2 separate regions of the Mus musculus genome follow, and region 1 is linked to region 2. The links are chromatin contacts, called in public promoter capture Hi-C maps. All regions are on one chromosome and are shown on one strand. The core of a region is the stretch at or near the end of the contact, and the rest is flanking DNA. Distances in the headings are between cores, read along the strand shown.

The links. Promoter capture Hi-C pulls out the DNA fragments that hold promoters and counts their contacts.
Region 1: a contact with region 2 is called in a promoter capture Hi-C map of embryonic stem cells, with 5 times the contacts expected there. The contact joins the promoter of Psg28 here to the promoter of Psg16 in region 2. A contact is called at or near these places in 2 of 39 promoter capture datasets (embryonic stem cells and liver).

What each region holds. Positions count from the first base shown.
Region 1 is chr7:18,430,539-18,434,788 of GRCm38.p6, reverse strand. Psg28 (pregnancy-specific glycoprotein 28) reads left to right here and starts at 2,734. Exons shown (of 5, transcript NM_054063.4): 1 at 2,734-2,987; 2 at 4,068-4,250. The coding sequence starts at 2,924.
Region 2 is chr7:17,072,040-17,076,351 of GRCm38.p6, reverse strand. Psg16 (pregnancy specific glycoprotein 16) reads right to left here and starts at 2,312. Exons shown (of 5, transcript NM_007676.4): 1 at 2,052-2,312.

The sequences.
Region 1 (4,250 bases), core at 1,485-3,984, 1.4 Mb before region 2:
GACACCAGCACATATGATGTCTGAAGGGAGAGAGGGGGACACTCATTTTTAGAATGGGGAACTTCCTGTGGTGTCTCCCTTCAGAAAAAGAGGACTTGATCGTTTGATACAGTATCCTTGTTAGTATTATCTGAAACTTTGACACAGCCCAAAGTCACTTGGTTGAAAAGTCTACACTGAATAACTTCTTTATCATCACTGACTGTGGACATGGCTATGAGGAATTGTCTAAACTGATACAGGAGTGCCAGGGCACTGTCTGCAGCACTATCCCTAGGCAGATTGTCTTTGGTTGAATAAGAGAGCTAGCTAAGCATGAGCCAGAGAATGAGGCAGCAAATGAGCCAGCAAGCAGCATGTTTTCTGCCTTGACTTCCTGCAGGGCTACACTATGACCCAGACCTGGACAGAAAATGCATGCTCTGCTCTCCTGAACTGCTTCTGTCTACAGTGTTTTTATTACAGTAGAAGAGAGGGACCTAGAGTAGTGTACAGGGAAGAGCAGTTGGCACTTCCATTTGAATCACTGCTCTGTTCCCTGTCCTCGGTAGAAGACCCCTCAGTATCCAGTGGGCCAAGAGAAAGAAGGATTGAGACACCAGACATGGGCTAGTGAGTACATGTATACCCCCTTTCCATTACTGTCCTCTCCTTTGAGTCTGAAATGTACCATGACATCTTTCCACTGACATTTTGTGAGCAAAAGGCTCCACCCAAGGGACCCATCTTCTTCATGCACATTTCATGCAACTTTACTCCAGGACTTCCCAGGGAGAATCTGAAAGTCTGCCTAGACCCACCCCATACTAGATGGAAACAGGAGTTTTGTATAACACAGTGAGCAGGATGAAGGTTCCTGTATCCTACCTATGCTGGAGGGATCAGGGCAGGTATTATTTGATGTCTTGACCTGTTGTAGTCCTAGACATGAGACACATTTCTCCCAGAGAAGACCAGGAGTGATACAAGGTTGCACACTCAATCCTCAAGACAGTTGTTTCCCTGAGCTATGACCTTGCCTAGGAGACTGCTTTCCATTCCTGCTCCTTCTAACCTGGATCTCCCTTCCACGACCCAGCTCTGTTTCTTTTGTCTGAGAATACCCCTCTCTCTGGGGAACCTGAAAGTCTCCTCACTCCTGTAATCTCACATAGTATAAGACAGGATTTCTGATGGGGAATCACCCAGACAAAGAGCAGTGCTGACCCAGGAAGACCAGCAAGAACTGTGCTCAGCTAACACACAGCATAGCCAACCATTAATGCTGTAGGGTCACTGGGCATCTCCTTCTGTGACTCAGAATGGAGCACACAGCTGCCCAGGTGACCAGGCCATCAGATAATTGTTCTGATGGCTTATGAGACCTAACAGGAAGGTCAGGGCTCCCAGGAGAGGGACAGAGTACATAGGTCTACTTGATGATTTGAGTCCCAGAGAGTAAGTCTAAGGAATTCTCCCCTCAGACAAATGGTCAGATGCTTCTGATCTGGACAGCTGTCCTGCCCCAGTGTCAGGCCCTTTTTCATGATTAAGGCTGCCTTGTAGACACTGCATCATTTGATTCCCTCATTTTCTGTCACAGGAAAACTGAATCAGAGGGAACAACTTGTCCACATGAGCCCCACCCAGTCCACAGGTGACGTATGTGAAACACAAGTTATCTGTCTCCAGCCAAGTATCCAGTGTCTCCACCCTAGGGGCCTTCTCAAGTGTCTGTGAAGCATGGTGGAGCTGATGTTAATCTTGGCCATCACCTGCTTAAGGGAACAATTGTCCAAGGATTGAAAACAATTGTACAGTTAAATCTGACTCTAGAACTAATCCTTGTGTATCTGAAGTATTTCTGAAGAATTCCAGGACTCCAGTACCCAAGAACTAGACAGGAAGTCGTGTTTTCTTTTGTGCAGCTGTCACTCCACACTCAGACAATTGTTTCCCTGAGCTATGACCTTGCCTAGGAGACTACTTTCCATTCCTGTCCCTACTAACCTGGATCTCTCTCTCTCTCTCTCTCTCTCTCTCTCTCTCTCTCTCTCTCTCGAAAATACTCTGTTTCTTGTGTTTATGGATACCCCTCTCTCTGGTTATCCTGAAATTTCCCTCCCTCCTGGCATCTACCAAGGGGAATACAGAACCCTTGCTGCAGAAATTAACCAGACAAAGGACATAGGTGACACAGGGAGACTAGAGAGCAGTTGGGCTCAGCCAACACACAGTCCAACCAACCCATAATGCTAGAAGGTTGCCTGGAAACAGTCCATAGGTTAGGAGCCCACAGTCCTTTCCAGGACACACAGGTCACTTCTTCCCCATAACAAAGAACATTAAATTCCCCACCCAGCTGCTCTCAGTACTCTGTTTCAATTCAGGAACTTGACTGGTGACATTAATGATAAATAGCTTATCTTCATCCCCAGTCATCACAGAGCTGGTCCCTTCCAACCATCACAGACATCTTTGTCTCCTTCCTGCTGCAAAAACCCACCTTACCAGAGCTCTGAGTACACAAGACAGACTAGGAACTCAGCTGGGTCTGTGTGTCACAGGGACATGTAGGAAAGATGGAAGCTCCCTCTTTGATGCTGACAGACTCATGTCCAGGAGTCAGCAGATGTCAGCCCATGGATGAGTCATTGTTCTCTGAGGGCATGTCGATGCTTATCAGCCTTGTTGCTCAAGGTCTTTTTGGAGGAGAATCATAAAGAGAGAAAATGTGAGAAAGATGAGGTGCAGCACTGAGAGTGGAAGTGACTGAGCACTTCTATGGACTCAGACCCCACCGCACACAGCCCATAGGATTTTGGGAAGTGCTCTTGCCTGAGAGAACACTCATCTCAGAAGGAGGAAGGACAGTAGAGGCCAGGTGCCTTGCAGGAGCTGAAGGTCTTCTCCTCAGAGAAAGGCCAGTATAGTGAGAAGAGATATGGAGGTGTCATCTGAACTTTTCAGCAACGGGTGTACCTCCTGGCAGAGGGTTCTCCTAACAGGTAAATATTCCAACTATCTGATTGTGTGTTGGAAGGGAAACTCAGAAGCCCAAAGTCCTCTGATTTGAAGATGTCTAGAGAAGACTTGGTTTTCTGTTTGTAGTCATGGTGCAGAAGGTACAGTGAGGGACAGAGGCTCGGCAGCAGGAAACTCTGAGCAGACAGGAGCTGAGGAGGGAAAGAAAAGCCTCAGCTGTCCCTGTTCAAAATCAGTCACATTGGCTGCCATGGTCCGAAGACCGATGTTCCTAACCATGACAGGGTGACTCTCCAAAGATGGCCCAGTATGTGGAGACATAACAGTCTGAATTCATTCCTCAGCTCTCACAGGGTAGATGGAGATACAGGGTGCTGCAGGGTCTTTTCTGTACACAGAGGTGAGGGTCATGTACCCACCATGTGCACACCGAGACATGTGACTTCCCAAACTGGTGCATCAAATACACAATTATTAAACCACCCTTAAATATAATGATTGCCATTTATTGTAAATTTGGGAACTATGTAGATAAATCTATGGAGATATCCTTCTTTGGTTCTTTACTTTTTTCCTTCCTTCTTTCATTCCTTCTTCCTTTCTTTTTTTCTTCCTTGCATCCGCCCCTCTCTCCTTCCTTCTTTCTTTCCTTCATTAATTCTTTTATTCTTTCCTGTTTCCTTTGTCCCCTCCCCTTTTCAACCCCATTATTCTCTGAGATCTTTTCAGGAACTGACATTTCCAAAAAGATAATTACAATAATTGTCATTACAAAGGCCTTTACTTGTGGATGGGAATTCAGAGTATACAGAGGAAAAAGTCACTGGTTTAATGGAACAGAAAACAATTCAGAATGTGAGGACTGCATGGAGGAGGAGGTCAGAGAGCCACTTCTCCTGACACCAGACACTCTTTATGTGAAGAATGATGTGAGGACACCTGAGTAGAGGATTCCTCAGAGATGACATGATACCCTCTGAAGCTCTGAGGTCATGGAGGTTATGTTGCTCATCTCCATTATGTTCATACCCCTAGACATAGGCATAAGCTGAGGGATGCTGACACCTGCTCATTATTGGTTGCTTCTCTCTGTTCCCTTCTAGCCTTCCTCTTAACCTGCTGGCACCTGCCCACCACTGCCAGAGTCACCATTGAATCCTTTCCACCCCAAGTGGTTGAAGGAGAAAATGTTCTTCTACGTGTTGACAATATGCCAGAGAATCTTCTAGTGTTTGGCTGGTACAGAGGAATGACAAATTTGAGACATGCAATTGCACTGTACTATA
Region 2 (4,312 bases), core at 1,063-3,562:
GGGTTAAGAGCACTGACTGCTCCTCCAGAGGTCCTGAGGTCAATTCCCAGCAACCACGTGGTGGCTCACACCCATCTGTAATGAAATCTGGTGCCCTCTTCTGGCATGCAGGCAGGCATGCAGGCAGAACACTATACATAATTAATTAATTTTTTTAAGAAAAGAAAAATAAGATGCTTTTAATAAATAAAGTGTTAAAGTTTCCTTTTTGGACTGGCAGTTGGTGGTTGCTGAGGGTAGCTTATTCATGAGTAGTCAGTTGAGTTATGTTAGGTGATTAATAAACACCTCTCCTGAATGCCAAAGGGCTGAGAGGCACCTGAAAAGATGATAATCATCAGGGAAATGCAAATCAAAACAACCCTGAGATTCCATCTCACACCAGTCAGAATGGCTAAAATCAAAAATTCAGGTGACATCAGATGCTGGCAAGGATGTGGTAAAAGAAGAACACTCCTCCATTGTTGGCAAGCTTGTACAACCACTCTGGAAATCAGTCTGGCGGCTCCTCAGAAAATTGGACATAGTACTACTTGAGGATCCTGCAATACCTCTCCTGGGCATATACCCAGAAGATGTCCCAACTGGTAAGAAGTACACATGCTCCACTATGTTCATAGCAGCCTCATTTATAATAGCTGGAAGCTGGAAAGAACCCAGATGTCCCTCAACAGAGGAATGGATACAGAAAATGTGGTACATTTACATAATGGAGTACTACTCAGCTATTAAAAACAATGAATTTATAAAATTCTTGGGCAAATGGATGTATCTGGAGGGTATCATCCTGAGTGAGGTAACCCAATCACAAAAGAAGTCACTTGATATGCACTCACTGATAAGTAGATACTAGCCCTAAAACTTAGAATACCCAAGATACAATTTGCAAAACACAAGAAAATCAAGAAGAAGGAAGACCAAAGTGGGGATACCTCGCTCCTCCCTAGAATAGGGAACAAAATACCCATGGAAGGAGTTACAGAGACAAAGTTTGGAGCTGAGACAAAAGGATGGACCATCCAGAGACTGCCCCACCTGGGGGTTCATCCCATAATCAGCCACCAAACCCAGGCACTATTGCATATGCCAGCAAGATTTTGCTGAAAGGACCCTGATATAGCTGTCTCTTGTGAGACTATGCCGGGGCCTAGCATCCATAAGTGGATGCTCACAGTCAGCTATTGGATGGATCACAGGGCCCCCAATGGAGGAGCTAGAGAAAATACCCAAGGAGCTAAAGGGGTCTGCAACCCTATAGGTGGAACAACAATATGAACTAACCAGTACCCCCAGAGCTCGTGTCTCTAGCTGCATATGTATCAGAAGATGGCCTAGCCGGCCATCATTGGGAAGAGAGGCCTCTTGGTATTGCAAACTTTTTATGCCCCAGTACAGGGGAACTCCAGGGCCAAGAAGTGGGAGTGGGTGAGTAGCGGAGCAGGGTAGGGGGGAGGATATAGGGGACTTTTGGGATAGCATTTGAAATGTAAATGAAGAAAATATCTAGTAAAAAGTTTTTTAAAAATAAAATAAAATAAACACCTCTCCTGGTAGGCCTTTACAGAGAGCGATGGCACAGAGAAGTCAAGACTAGGGAGGAAATCAAGTTATTCACACGCCTCAATCAAAATGGAGGAATTGTATGAATCGATTAGGCCTTTGCTGATCTCTTTCGCAAAGTCATCTTGGTTTTAACTGTTAGAGGATGGGAATGAAAACAGACTAACTTGAGTCAGGTGTGCGAGGCGACAGATGGCCACAGTACTCGCCTGAGAGGAGACTACCACATCCCAGACGGGATTCAAAAGTGCTAAGCGATTTGGGCTTTATTATCTAGACAGCAGTAGCAGCTGCCTGAGGCCACACGCTGAAACGCACATGCACACGCGCACGCACATGCGCACGCACGCACGCACACACACAGAAAAAAAAGCTGTGGTTTACAGATAAGCCAAATAAACAGCCACTACAGCAAAGCCCACATGCTATCTTACTTACATTTCTCCCACCCAGAGCCGCCCTTGCCCAGCGTCTCCATGCTGTATACATACCCACCAGCTGGTCACTTGCTGGTATCTAGGTCATCAGATGATTGAAGCCAGGGAGTCAACGAGCTCTTGCCCTGCTTTTTCCTGGTTTCTCTGTGTTTAAAACGGTGAAGTCGGGTGGAGCCAATAAACACTTCATAATTCCTGGACATTGACCAGAGACCACGTAGATGAGGCTGGCTTCCCACTGGTCACCCTGTCCACCCACTCTCATAATGATACTGCAAGTATCAAGACTCCCAAAATGTCCTCATTTGTAAGCGCCACCACCTATTGTACAAAAGAGCTCAGGTGCTGGAATGAGCTCGCCACCTAGTGGACACTCTGGGCTATGGCTGACACAATGCAAATAGGAGATTGGGGCATTGGTCGGCCCTGGACTGTGGAATGACTTATGACAGCAAAAACAAGAGCACCTTAAAAGCAGCCCAGTTTTCTTGTGTCTTTTATTGTGAGGAAAGGACAGTCAATGGCAAAAACAGTCCGCAGCGTTATAAAATGGTGCATCAGACAGAACCTGGAACAAGATGGAATGGGGAGGGGATGTGAGGGGGACCTTGTTAGTAATAAACAATGTCTTCAGTAGTTACTTATGTGAAGTAGAATTAGGAGTTGGCAAGATGGCCCAACAGTAAAGAATACATGTTACTCTTACAGAAAACCCTGCTTCAGTTGCCAGCATCTCCGGGGAAGCTCACAACCATCCAGAGCTCCAAGACCTCCTCCGACACTCTCTTCTGGCTTCTTCTGGGGCAGGGCACGTATGTGGTTCTTGGACACACATGCAGGAAAAACACTCATACACATAAAACAAAAATAAAAAATCTTTGAAAAATAAAAGAGTGGAATTAAAATCCCATTGTCACTTAGGCTAGGCACCAGCTTCAAGGATGAACAAAAATCAGAGCTGGGGATGTGGTTCAGTTGATGGAGCACTTAGAATAAATAGACTATTTTAAGTTAAGATCTAGTCAGAGAAGAGCCTAGCTATATGGCCAAGGTGTTGGTAAATATATTTTGAGTCTGAGTCTTATTTTAGGGAACATGGGACTGGGAGGAAGAACCATCAAACTTCTACAGGGCATAGTGGTACATGCCTGTAATCTCAGCACTTGGGAGGTGGAGGCTGGAGGATAGGGGCTTCAACATCATTCTCATCTATACAGTGAGTTGGAGGCCAGCCAGGGCTACCTTAGAGAGACCTTGTTTCAGAAATAATAATGATTCTGAGTGAAGTAACCCAGACCCAGAAAGACAAATGGCATGTGTTCTCTCACATTTGTGGGTGCTAGCTTTGAATCTTTACATATGTGTGTTTAAATTGGGGTACCCATAGGGTCAGGAAAATAGTAAGTAATAGTCTATTTATTCTAATCTACATTACCTGTGCTCAGGTCTTGTCACATCTTCTTAGGCAAGTCTCCCGTACCTGTTACTATCCCAGATCCTTTCTGCCTCCAAGATGTCGCACCTCCTATTTCCTGCCTAAGCCAGAAGCCACCAGATTTTTATTGATAAGTGCCACATCTATACAGACACAAGATATTCTCTCTACAGTGCCGTTTTCATTCCTTGATGATGCTATCTAGGGCCTCTTCCATGCTGGGAAAGTGCTCCATCAACTGAGCCACATCCCCAGGACCCAATGAGAAGACCAATCCTAAGGATAATAGGTAAAGGGCCAGCAAATATCTTCACAAAATTATACAAGGAAACTTCCCTAACCTAAAGAAAGAGGTATCCATGAAGATAAAAGAAGACTACAGAGCTCCAAATTCCTCCCGTCACATAATAATCAAAACAGCAAATGCACAAAACAAAGAAAGAATATTAAAAGCAGTAAGAGAAAAAAAGTCAAGTAACAAATAAAGGCAGGCCTATCAAAATTACACTAGATTTTTTTACCAGAGACAATGAAAGCCAGAAGATCCTGGTCAGACATCATACAGACACTAAGAGAACACAAATGTCAGCCCAGGCTACTATACCCAGCAAAACTCTCAATTACTATAGATGGAAAAACCAAGATATTCCATGACAAAGACAAATTTTCACAATATCTTTCCACAAATCCAGCCCCACAAAGGAAGATAAAAGGGAAACTCCAACACAAGGAGGTAAACTACACCCTAGAAAAAGCAATAAAATGATCTTCTTTTTAACAAACCAAAAAGAAGATGGCCACATAAACATAATTCCACCTCCTACAACAACAAAAAAAAAAAAAAAAAAAAAAAAAAACAGGAAGAAGCCATCACTTTTCC